Regions from separate parts of the Mus musculus genome. Here region 2 is linked to region 1. Evidence: chromatin contacts called from public HiChIP or PLAC-seq data. All regions are on one chromosome and are shown on one strand. Each heading gives the region's core, a stretch centred on a gene start, on an enhancer-like site or on the middle of the called end of the contact. The rest is flanking DNA. Distances are from core to core; before and after follow the strand shown. Region 1 holds the start of Snu13 (SNU13 homolog, small nuclear ribonucleoprotein (U4/U6.U5)). Region 2 overlaps Srebf2 (sterol regulatory element binding factor 2).

What was found. HiChIP or PLAC-seq counts read pairs in DNA pulled down with a chosen protein or histone mark.
Region 2: an H3K4me3 HiChIP or PLAC-seq map of embryonic stem cells shows a contact between it and region 1, with 29 read pairs. The contact joins the enhancer-like site here to the promoter of Snu13 in region 1. A contact is called at or near these places in 8 of 39 promoter capture datasets (the C10 cell line, the HPC-7 cell line, cranial neural crest and 5 more), 4 of 484 Hi-C or Micro-C datasets (B cells, granulocyte-monocyte progenitors, myeloid progenitors and 1 more), 13 of 115 datasets of contacts at active chromatin or transcription factors (the 230-238 cell line, the SCID.adh cell line, bone marrow-derived macrophages and 6 more) and 5 of 9 other capture datasets (adipose tissue, embryonic stem cells, liver and 2 more).

The regions. Positions count from the first base shown.
Region 1 is chr15:82,045,021-82,050,841 of GRCm38.p6, reverse strand. It overlaps Snu13 (SNU13 homolog, small nuclear ribonucleoprotein (U4/U6.U5)), which reads left to right and starts at 3,244. Exons shown (of 3, transcript NM_011482.4): 1 at 3,244-3,355. The coding sequence starts at 3,353.
Region 2 is chr15:82,184,928-82,190,748 of GRCm38.p6, reverse strand. Srebf2 (sterol regulatory element binding factor 2) reads right to left here. Exons shown (of 19, transcript NM_033218.1): 11 at 5,316-5,485. Among named protein-coding and RNA genes, the nearest start is that of Mir33, 10 kb to the left of the region's middle. Within about 2 kb of position 2,683, at least 43 of the 459 cell types and tissues checked have an H3K27ac peak or open chromatin away from gene starts, as enhancers often do. A contact at or near this core is called in the HPC-7 cell line, embryonic stem cells, memory CD8 T cells and 1 more, where this site is marked.

The DNA of each region.
Region 1 (5,821 bases), core at 1,995-4,494:
AACAAAAACCCTAGGGTGTGGAGAGATGGCTCAGAATTTCAGAGTACTTGCTGCTCTTAACCAGGACCTGGGTTCAGTCCCCAGCACCACATACCACCACACACCTTTAATCCCAGAACTCAGGAGGCAGAGGCAGGTGGATCTCTATGAGTTCAGTCAGCCTGGTCTACATAGGACTCCTAGGCATCTAGTGAGTTCTAAGCCAGCAAGATTACACTGGGAGACTCTGTCTCAAAAATGAACAACAAAGCCGGGCGGTGGTGGTGCACGCCTTTAATCCCAGCACTTGGGAGGCAGAGGCAGGCGGATTTCTGAGTTCGAGGCCAGCCTGGTCTACAGAGTGAGTTCCAAGACAGCCAGGGCTACACAGAGAAACCCTGTCTCGAAAACAAAACAAAACAAAACAAAAACAAAAAAGACAAAATGAATAAATTAAACCACCAGGATCCAATCACAAGGGCTCTACTCTGACCTAATGGGCTGCAGGATCTTAATCACTTCCCAAAGACCCCACCTTTAAGCCCTAAAATCAGATGGTAACCTACCCTCTTAGTTATACTTTTTGTTTTTCTGAGGCAAGGTCTCACGTAGCCCAGACTGACCTTCTATTCGTTGGGTAATGAGGATGACCTTAAACTTCTGACCCTCCTGAGCGATGGAGTTCTAGGTGTAACACGCCGGCTCCTCTTAATACTATCAGCATGATTTTAGGAATCAAATTTCTGTATGAATTCAGGGATATAAGACATACTCAAGCCATAGCATATTCTTAACAAGATAGTGATTGGCAGAAATGGTGAACAAACTGGCATGTGCTCAGTAAAGCAAAAGGAAGGAAGAACTAAAACCTGGGGGGGGGGGTGCAGAATGTGGATGGATGAGAAACCAGTAAGTCACAACAAGTATGTAGGACACATTTCTAAAATAAACTGGTTTCCAGAATATGTCAGCAGCTATTTAGTTGCTAACAAATTAGAAAAGGACGGGATGATTCTGAAAAAGAAAAAAAAAAACCCTCAGGGAACAGAATTAACTAGATAATTAGGTGGGGTGTTGATAGACTACCATGATCGTGAAAACAGCATGTCCTGTCTGGAGTAGTGGCACAAAGGCCTGGAATTCCAGCACTTTAGAGGTGGAGGCAAGGGGATTCCAAGTTCACAGAGAATCAGGAGCTTATTCAGAACAAGTTCAAGGGCAGCCTGGGAAACATAAGTCTCATCTTAAAGCAAAACATCCTAAATTAGAGAGAGAGGAGAGAGAGACAGAGGAGAGAGAGACAGAGACGGAGACAGAGGGAGAGAGAGAGAGAGACTTCCTTTGGTATTGGAACCACTGGTAAGGTATCCATGCTACCATAAGCACCCCTTAATGAAACCCATTGGGTCATAATAAAGAAAAGCATGCATGGTAGAACAAGCCTGGAATCCCAGCACTCAGGCAGCAGAGGCAGAGGCAGGTGGATCTCTGAGTTCAAGGCCAGCCTGGACTACAGAGTGAGTTCCAGGACAATCAGGGCTACACAAAGAAATCCTGTCTCAGAAAAAGAAAGGAGAGGAGAGGAGGGGAGGGGAGGGGAGAGGAGGGGTTTCTTTTGAAACAGGGTTTTTCTGTCACCACTGCCAGGCGAACTAAATTATCTACTCAGTCCCCAGAAATTCTTTTATCCCACTCACTCCCTTTTGAAACTGGGCTCTTTCATGTTCTTCCGTGAATTTGTGTTGACACCCCACTACATTTTGGAAACAGGGTTTCTCTGTGTAGCCCTGGCTGTCCTGGAACTTACTCTGTAGACCAGGCTGGCCTTGAACTCACAGAGATCTGCCTGCCTCTGCCACCCAAGTGCTGGGATCAAAGGCATGCGCCACCATTGCCCTGATCAATATTCTTAAAAAGTGTCTCTTATGTGTGATTGTTTGCCTGCATGCAAGTCTGTGCATCACAGTGCCCATGGATGCTAGAAGAGGCAGTTGAATCTTTCTGTAACTGGAGTCACAAGTGTTGTCAGTTGCCATGTGGGTGTTGGGAATTGAACCCATATCCTATAGAAGAGCAGCCAGTGTGCTGAACCAGGGAGGCATCTCGCCAGTCTCTAGAAATGTTCCCTCCTGTTGGCAGTTTGAATCCATGTGGTTGCCTGACCCCCAATGCTAAAAATCTCAAGGTCCGGTTTTAGCTTTGCCACTGTTTGATTCCTGACAGTGGGCAGGCTTCCCTTCTTTACACTTTGTTCTCATCTGTAAAAATGAGGAACTATTTTGTAAGGCTCTTAAAGGTCCTCCCAGTTCTCAGCTCTACAGTTGTGACACAATGAGCTGAAATTGGCTCTAATGGTGGGGTCTGGGCTAGATCCAAATAGCCCCAAGATGTGTTTGGCATCATGTTGGAAAAGACTGAGAAGCCACGAGGATCACGGAAGAGCTCATGGGAGGGAGCGCTAGACTTGAGTTTATCCTTTCATAACGAAGTTTTGGTGCATCACTAAGAAAGGGGCAAGATGCTCAGAAGAAGGAAGCAGGTGTCCTACATAATTACTCCAAACACAACCTCCCTGTCATTCACTAACTAGCCCCCTAGTCCAATGGCTCTTGACCTACCCATTGCTGCAGCTCTTTAATACAGTTCATGTTGTGGTGACCCCCAACCATAAAATTACTTTCGTTGCTACTTCATAACTGTAATCTTGCTACTGTTATGAATCGTGTCTTCCGATGGTCTTCGGCGGCCCCTGGGAAAGGGTCTTTTGACACACACTCCCCAAGAGACTCACAACCACTGCATTATTCCAGCTAATTGTAGAAATCAACCTCCGCCTGAGAGGATGGTTTTGAAAAGGGTACACTATGTACTCAGAAAAAAAAAAAAAAAAAAAAAAAAAAAAAAAGCCTGGCGTGGTGGCGCATGCCTTTAATCCCTGCACTTGGGAGGCAGAGGCAGGTGGATTTCTGAGTTCGAGGGCAGCCTGGTCTACAAAGCGAGTTCCAGGACAGCCAGGGCTGCACAGAGAAACCCTGTCTCGAAAAAAAAAAAAAAGCCTGGTTATGAAATGGCAACCCTCACAACCCGTTGTACTAGTGTGCCACTTCCCGAGTGGTTTATTCACAATCTTTTGCCGATCCTAACTAGAACGCTAATAAAATCTGAAAAAACGCATCTCCCACATCCAAAGATGACTTCAGCACTCTCTTCTTCCGGGAAGGGGGCGGGACGCCGTCATTGCGCGCGCTCTGTGGCGTCACTTCCGCTTCCTGCCGCTTCTGAAGTGATTTCCGCTCCTTTTTCCTGCGCGGCGTTTCAGTCCCTCTTGAGTTGGGCTGTCGTCGAGTCGCGGCGAGACCGGCGCACCGCAGCCATGGTGAGTGAGCGCGGCGGGCCGCAAGCACGGGGAGCGCGGGCCGCGGGCCCTGTTCGCTGCGTCTTGGGGGAGGTGGAGCGCGTGCGACATGTCGCCCGCCCCGAGATGGCCGACCTCCAGGCCCGGGGCTGGAACTCCGGCGGCCCGCGAGGTCGTTCCTGGGGCGGCGGAGTGGAGATCCCGGGCAGCTGAGGTCCCAGGTCGCTGCGGCCCGGTGGGCTTTGCAGCCGTGGGCGTGCCCAGAGGCCGCGGCGAGGGGACAGGCATGGCGCAGCGTGGGAAAATGAGCGCCCCACGTGGGATGGTGAACGCGTGTGGAAGCCCGTCTGTTCTCCTTCTCGTTTTCTTTCTCTTTTCTTTTTAAACACTGGGGGATGAGGTGAAATCCCGGGATGCGAGGCACTCACTACCCACGTCTTCTCCACTCCCGGGGTTGAGGAAGGGGATCGCCGTGGGGTCCGCAGCCAGGGTCTGTCGGGAACTAAGACTTAGGGAATTCGGGGGCGCTTTTTGGTTTAGTTTGTTTTTAGGGGCTCATGGAGCCCTGGTTGGCCTTGGAACTCTGTAAACTAAGCTGGCCTTGAGCTCTCAAGAGATCTGCCTCACCAGTGCTGGGATTAAAGGCGCGTACCATCGCGCCCTCCGGACTAGGTAACCACCACCACCCCACCCTCGCCTCCTTTTTTAAATTTGGGGTCACATGGAATGTGAAGGAAGCTCAGGAAAGGCTCCCACCATGAGAGCGACCGACGCCTTCAGAAATCCGTGGTCCTGGTAGCCCCACGTGGGATGATAGCGTTTGAGCGTCTCCACTTTGTGATGGTGTACAGGGCTCCGTTTGGCTGAGCCCTTTCAGGCCTGGTGCGATTTCATCCAGCCCTTGGGTGGTCGGCTTTGTTTTCGTGCTCCCACCCCTGAGGTTTAGCAACTACTGACCGAGTCTAGAGTTTGAGAGAGAGAGAGTGGCTGAGCCAGTGTTGAACCAGGGAAGAGTTTTGAAGTGCGGTGCTCTTGGTGAACTCTGCAGCAGTTTGTCTAGGCTGGGAAGTGGGGACAACGGGTCGCTTGTAGCAGGCGGAGTACAAACATGCATCGCTTAAGGACGGGCGAGTTCTGGCTTTGGACATGAGATCTCCCTGCCTTGGCCGGCCTCCAGAATGCTGGGCTTACAGGTGTGTGCCACTACACCAAGGCTGGTCAGTCATCATTCTTGGATCCTCCTGATTAGACCAGGAGGCTGCTGCCATAGCAGATGTACTGCTTGCAGTAACGTTTCTCTAATACACAAAACCAGGAAATATAGACTAGTAACAGAGCAGTAACATCAAACACTACATAATTCGATGTACCACCGATTACAACTATCCTACAGTTGATGAGTTTACAACATTAATAAGGTGTTTAGCTAGAACTTAAGGCTGCTAGTATCACTGGCTTCTTTTCAGCTCTGTTGGAATTTTAGGTTAAACATGCCCTTGTTGACAGAGTCATTTTTAGGCACTATTTGTCAAATCAAAAATCTTGTATGTTTCACTGTCAGGTAGATGCGGGGACCAAATTGATTAAGCCTAGGGATTTAAGTTTGCTAGCCTGGGCTTTTTAGCCAGCCTTGTCTCCAAAAGGTCATTGCTTGTTTAGCATGATCAAGGCCTTGAATTCAATTTCTGACATCCCAGAAAAAAATTTACAAAACTAATCCAGTAGTCTGTTGAATTGCTTCCCCACCCCCAGACAGGATTTCTTTGTGTAGCCCTGGCTGTCCTGGAACTCTGTAGACCAGGCTGGCCTCAAACTCAGAAATCCACCTGCCTCTGCCTCCGGAGTGCTGGGATTAAAGGCGTTCGTCACCACTGCCCAGCTTGAATTGCTTTTTAACATTTGAGACCTTAGAGGTAAAGCTAGGCGTGCATTTGCAGGTCAGATTACTTGAAAGTAATTATTTGATCGAGCACAGGAATTCAGAGCCAGCCCAGGCAACCTAGCAAATTTCTGTAGAGGAAAAAAGAATAGAGAAGTAAGTCAATTCAAACCAGTAGAGGGAGAAAATAGTGAAAACCAGTGATAAAGCCAAAGAAATGGAATAAGTAAGGCTTAGAAGACACCATGAAAATTTGAACCCAGTACATTAATACATAAATAAAAATAGAATTTAAATGTTCCATTCTGGGTGCCATAAAGGGCTTTTGTTTCCAGTATAATTCAGTAGTTTTCTTTTTTATTTATTTATTTATTTATTTATTTATTTATTATATGTAAGTACACTGTAGCTGTCCTCAGACACTCCAGAAGAGGGAGTCAGATCTCTTTACGGATGGTTGTGAGCCACCATGTGGTTGCTGGGATTTGAACTCCTGACCTTCTGAAGAGCAGTCGGGTGCTCTTACCCACTGAGCCATCTCACCAGCCCCAGTAGTTTTCTTTTACCGTATTTTGAGACAGGTTCATTGTGTTCCTGCCTGGCCTCAC
Region 2 (5,821 bases), core at 1,434-3,933, 140 kb before region 1:
ACGAAAGTAGGATTCATCTTTCTGAGGCTGCTTGACTTTAATTTCCAGATCCATCCACTATTTTTTCAAATTTCATAATTTTGTTTTCCTTTATAGCTGAAAACACACACGCACGCACACACACACACACACACACACACACACACACCCCTCTTCATCCCTTCATTACTCTACCAACGTCTGTCGAGAGATCTCTCTAGTTCTCTAAAAAAGGACACTGGGTATATACCTTTCTTTAATATATACCAGTATATATACCAGTATATACTGGGCATATACCTTTCTTTAATCCCAGTACTCAGGAGGCAGGGCAGGTGGATCCCTACCAGATCAGCTTGGTCTACAGAGTGGGTTCCAAGACAGGCTCAGCTACATAGTTGTCTCAAACCTTGTCTCAAAACCAAACCAAACCAAACCAAACCAAACCAAACCAAACCAAAGGGATGTTAAAAGTGTCTGGAAATGAAACCACCAGTGCATAGCCAGGACAACACTGTTTCTGGGGCCCCAGTGTAAGACAAACGCAAGAACATCGCTGTCTGTTGGTTATTAGAAATTCTTTTCTCCCCAACCCTGGCCCCAATTCCGTCTTTTTTGAGTGATAATATCTCCACTCTATAGCTCACGATTTCTGATCTATAAACCTACTCAATCGGAACAGGGGGCCGAGCAGAGGTGGACGGGAAGGAAGACACATAGCTGGAGCCCCAGGAGTCCGCCACAGGGGCTGCTGGTCTGGGAACTTCCTTCTCCAGCGTAGGCACTGCCTCTAATGAGGGCATCTATCTCGGGGTCTGGGAGGCTGATGGTTCTGACCTTTAATAGACTTTAAGCAGCAATCAGCTAATGTAACAGTTTCAGAAAACTTGAATGCCAGAGTCAGAAATAGCACAGCCACTCGAGGATGCGCTGGGGAGGCTCTGAAGGGGACCACGGGGACAGCCGCCTGACGGGAGAAAGCTGACTGGCCTATAGACACACTCACTGGCAGTGTCATGGCAGCCTATAGGACCAGGACAGCATTTCACTTAGATTCACAGAAACAGTGACAGTCTCCTATTTACCACCCAGCCTTGGGAACAGGGTACTGTGATACCCAATACCTAAGAACCTGTGACCTGCTATGACCTTCAAAGTGCTCACCGAGCTCCTCGGCGGTGGGACAACACAGGCTGTGTGTGTGTGTGTGTGTGTGTGTGTGTGTGTGTGTGTATACATGTGTAATTCCAGGGCTTCGTGTACCCAGAATCTTCTAATAATTGAGTCCAACCCTCTCCAGGTCATAGGCCTGGTTAGCAAGGAAATATGGTGACTGTTCCAAGGAAAAATAAGGAGTGCTGGCCTCTGTAGGGATCCAAGGGTGATACAGAGAGGTACAAAGGAAGCCTTTCAGGTCCTATGGCAAGAACCCACTGAAGCCATTTAGGAAATTATTAGGTTAAAATATATTTTTAACCTGAGCTCTTTTATTTCAAACATTGAAATCATGGTCTAGACATTAAGAACAACAACAACAAGAGCAACAACAAAAAACCCCTTGGAGACAGCATCTCATTTTGTAGCTCTAGCTGTCCTTGAACTCAGAGATCCAACTGCTCCTGCCTCCTGAATCCTGGGATTAAAAGCATGGCCTCCATGCCTGGTCTGACATTAAATTAAAACATTCTGTGTGTTTGTGCACCATGAATGCAGTACCCACAGAGCCCAGAAGAGGGTGTCAAGAGTCCCTGGAGTCTAAACTTTAAGAAGCATTAGCTGACATGAAGTCTCCCCTTAATGGTTTGAACTAATAAGAAACATAAATCCAAGACAGGCAGCACAACTATAAAGGCTTCTGTATAGGAAACTGAGAATAATTTTTATTGCTCTTTTAATTTTCTTGGCTTTATACTCCAATTATAATACTCCCAGTTTAAAGAAAAAAATACTTTCCCTCTAAATTTTGGAGACACCAGACCTCTCTGAGCTACAGGAGCCTCTCCTGTAGCTCATCTGCTAACTGCCTGGCATGAGAGGCGAGGCAGCTGCCCAGGACTGCTTAGCTCTCGAGAGCTGCCCAGTGTGCCTGGACTGGCTCCAGCCCTCCGTTACAGCTGGCGACTGTGTGCCACGAACCCTAAGTGGCACAGGGAACGCTCACGGGAGCCAAGTGGTACCTGCAATTCCTGCTCTAAGCATGGATACCGGACATCATGTAGACAGATGAAACACAACAGACCGAGGTGCTTCGAGATGCAAAAGCCAGACTACATTACCTTCCTTTAAATAACATTGTATTTTGTGTAAAGCTAATAAGTTTTAGGAAGCTATTTTTTTTGACTGTTTTGTCTTGTTCTAAAAAGCAATTAGCATGTGGAAACCAGCGTGAAACAGGGAATGGGGTGCTGTGTCCAGTTTGAGTCTAAGCCATGGTGGTACATGTCTATGACAGCTACACTTAAGAGGTGGAGGCAAGGTGAGTGTGGTGGCCCACCCCTTTAATCCCAGCACTTGGGAAGCAGAGGCAGGTGGGTGGGTCTCTGTGAGTTTGAGGTGAGCCTGATGTAGGTAGTGAATTCAAGGACCATCAAGGCTAGCTAGAGAGATGCTGTGTGAAAACCAGACCAAACCAGATCAAACCAAACCAGACCAAACCAAAAAGCTAAGGCCAAGGGCTGGAGATGACTCAGCAGTCAAAAGCACTGGGTGATGCTCTTTCAGAGGATGCAAAAGGAGGCTCACAGGCTTGTATGTGGTGCAGCATCTATGCCGACAGAGCACCCAGACACACAAACAAAAGTAAATCTTAAAAATCTGCCTCAAAGGCCTAAAAAAATAAAAGCATTGTCTCCTCTTTCAAACTGCATGTCTGATCGCTCCACAAGCTACTAAACTAATTAAGACATAAATACTTCGTAGGTTACTGGAACCACTAACAACTAAACAAACAGAACCAAAACGCCAGCTCTTTGCCTCTTTTTTTTTTCCTTTCCTTTCCCCCCACACGCCCCCCTCCCCCCAAGGTTTCTCTGTGTAGTACTGGCTATCCTGAAGCTCGCTCTATAGATCAGGCTGGCCTTGAATTCAGAGACCCACCTGCCTCCCTGGCCTGTCTGCAACTCTTTTTTTTCTTTTTCAATTTTTATTTAAATGTATGAGTGCTCTGCTGCATATACATCCACAGGCCAGAAGAGGGCGTCAGGCCCCATTACAGATGGTTGTGAGTCACCATGTGGGTGCTGGGAATTGAACTCAGGATCTCTGGGAGAGCAGACAGGGTTCGTAACTGCTGAGCCATCTCTCCAGCCCCTTGTCTGCAACTCTTAACCCAGCTGCTCCAAAAGGGAGTGGACAGAAAGGGGCAGGCACAACAGATGCCCGCCACTGTTTGCCACCTTACTGGCAGTGCACACTGGGCAACCCTGCTAAAGTCTCAGGTGTTTACCCCTTTGCCCCAGCAGAGCCATCACTAGACACTTAGAATGAGGGTGTGTTCACAGCGGTGGGTGACAATTAAAAACATTTCCTTTCTGCAGTGGTTTGTAGCAAATACAGGAAGTGCTCCTAACAGCCTCACGTGAGTGCCAGCCACCTCTGCAAAACAAGATGCCCAAGATCTCTCGCTAGGTTAAAAAACTGAAGGGAAAACCAAGGTTTAAGGTCTAAGCAGCCACCTGGAGTGGATGAGGCATCTGTCCTATGTGCTGGAGGACTGCCAGGGAACTACATATGAAACTGCTGAGTATAGATGAGGCACACAACGCCTTCGGGGGGAGCTGCAGGCAAGGGTGATTTTCTTTCCTTCCTGCTTTGTGATAAGGTCTGCCATGTTGCCCAGATTAGCTTTGGACTTACTTCTAGGCACAAGGGATCTTCCTGCTGCAACCTCCCAAATTCAACAAGGTGTGCCCCAGTCACCAGCTTTTAGAGCCACCTCAGTGGAGCCATCTCCCTGAACCTCAGCCCGTGTGCTGAAGTCAGGCTGAGAGCTCTTCTGTAAGGCAGCTGCATCTCAGCAATGATGGCGCCTAATGAAGCTAAGTGGGGCTTTGGGGTGACACAATGGTCCTGTCTTTGAGCTTACCCACATGTCTTTCTGCAAGCCTGAACCCGCCTGGGTGTCCTGCCAGTTAACACATTTTTCTCTACTATCTGCTCCGGAGTGCCTGGTCCAGAACAGGAGTAAAATAAAATATGCTGGATAAGTCAACCGATGCATGTCTCATTTATTTATAAAAGCGGAGGGGAGAGTTAGTTTCCTTACGCCCTGTCACGTAGACTACCATGATACACTTGTGGCAAAAGATCAGCGTTACCACACACATGTTCTCCGTCTGTTCTCAGAGTATCACCTCCATTACCAAGTGGTGACAGGCAGAGATAAAATATTCCAGTGTGTTCAGTTATCTATGCAAAGTGGGGCACTGAGGGAAATGTGGCTCTCTCTGCTGGAGTAAGAGAAAGCCCGAGGTCAGCAGATGTTGTGAACCAGCGATAGTGAGGGTTGGGAATTAGCCAGCTGTGAACAACCAGCGCAGGCCCCGTCCTGTGCCAGGCGACGAGGGAAGCACTCCCTAACTTCCCACCTCGCAGCTGCCCTGCGAGCTCTGCAGAGCGCTGCTCTTTGTTATTTGTGGATCTATAGTCCCGAGATCAATCAATACAAGGTATTCCCTCAAAACAGTCTGTAGATAAACAGACAGGAGATGTAATAAGACTCTGAAAATGAGTTACACATGAATCCCACGGGGGTGGGGGGGTGGAGAGACAGATAGACAGACAGACATGCTGTGTATTTCTATGAACTGAGGCTTTTACTTCAGTGCACCAGAATGTCCCCGTAAGGCTCTCTGCCTGAAAAGCCCAGCAAGGGGGACATCTTGCTGCATTTTCTTCATCACTCTTTGCCTTTGTGGAAGAACAAGTGACCCCCCCCCCCAAATCCTTCAAGTGGCAGGGTGCATTCTGCTTTTAGGCCCAGGATGGGAAAGCACTCAGGGAAACATTATGGCCTGACTGCAAAATGTCACCCATAGGCTCGTGTGTCTGAATACTTGGTCCCCAGCTGGTGGTCCCCAATTTGGGGAGCTGTGGAACTTTTTGGCCATGGTATAATTGGGAATTATATAGGGATACAGAGGTCACTATGAGGGGTGTAGGCTGGCCCCTGTTCCTGGTTTATCTGATTCCTAACTGCTACTGCAGTGTAATTAGGCATGGCCTGTCGCTGCTGCCACACCCTCTCTGCCTTGATGGACCATACCCTTTCCAAAAGCTACTTTACCACAGGGACGGGGGAAAGTAAGCCAATAATACAGGAACTGAACAGTACTCACAGCCAAGAAGCCCAGCTTGCCTCCACAGCGGGTCTTGAGCCCCATGGCCGCTGTCAGGTGGATCTCAATCAGTGTGCTTGGTAGGATTTTCTCCTCCGCACACTCGGCCAGGTTCACAGCACACAGAGCCATGTGCACATCTGAACAGGCAGATCCCGCCGGAAGCTTCCCTAGGGCGGGCAGAAACAGACACTCATGTCAACAGTCTCCAAGACGACAGTCTCATTGCCTCTCCAGTACAATCATTAACAGCGATTGTAAACCGTCACCTACAGACTCAGGGGTTTTAGCACGGGGTCTGCACTTGGTGGCACTCCCCACCTGGGCAGACTGTGTTGCCTTTATAAGGTGGGCCTAGGTGACAGATGGGAGCTATTGGGGCGGGCCTTTGAGGACTACCGCACACCTCCAGATCCAGGCTGACTCCGCATTCTCTCTGTGGCTGAAAGCTGCCTTTGGCCACGAAGGACTATACTCTGCAAACCGAGAACCAAAGCAAACATCTC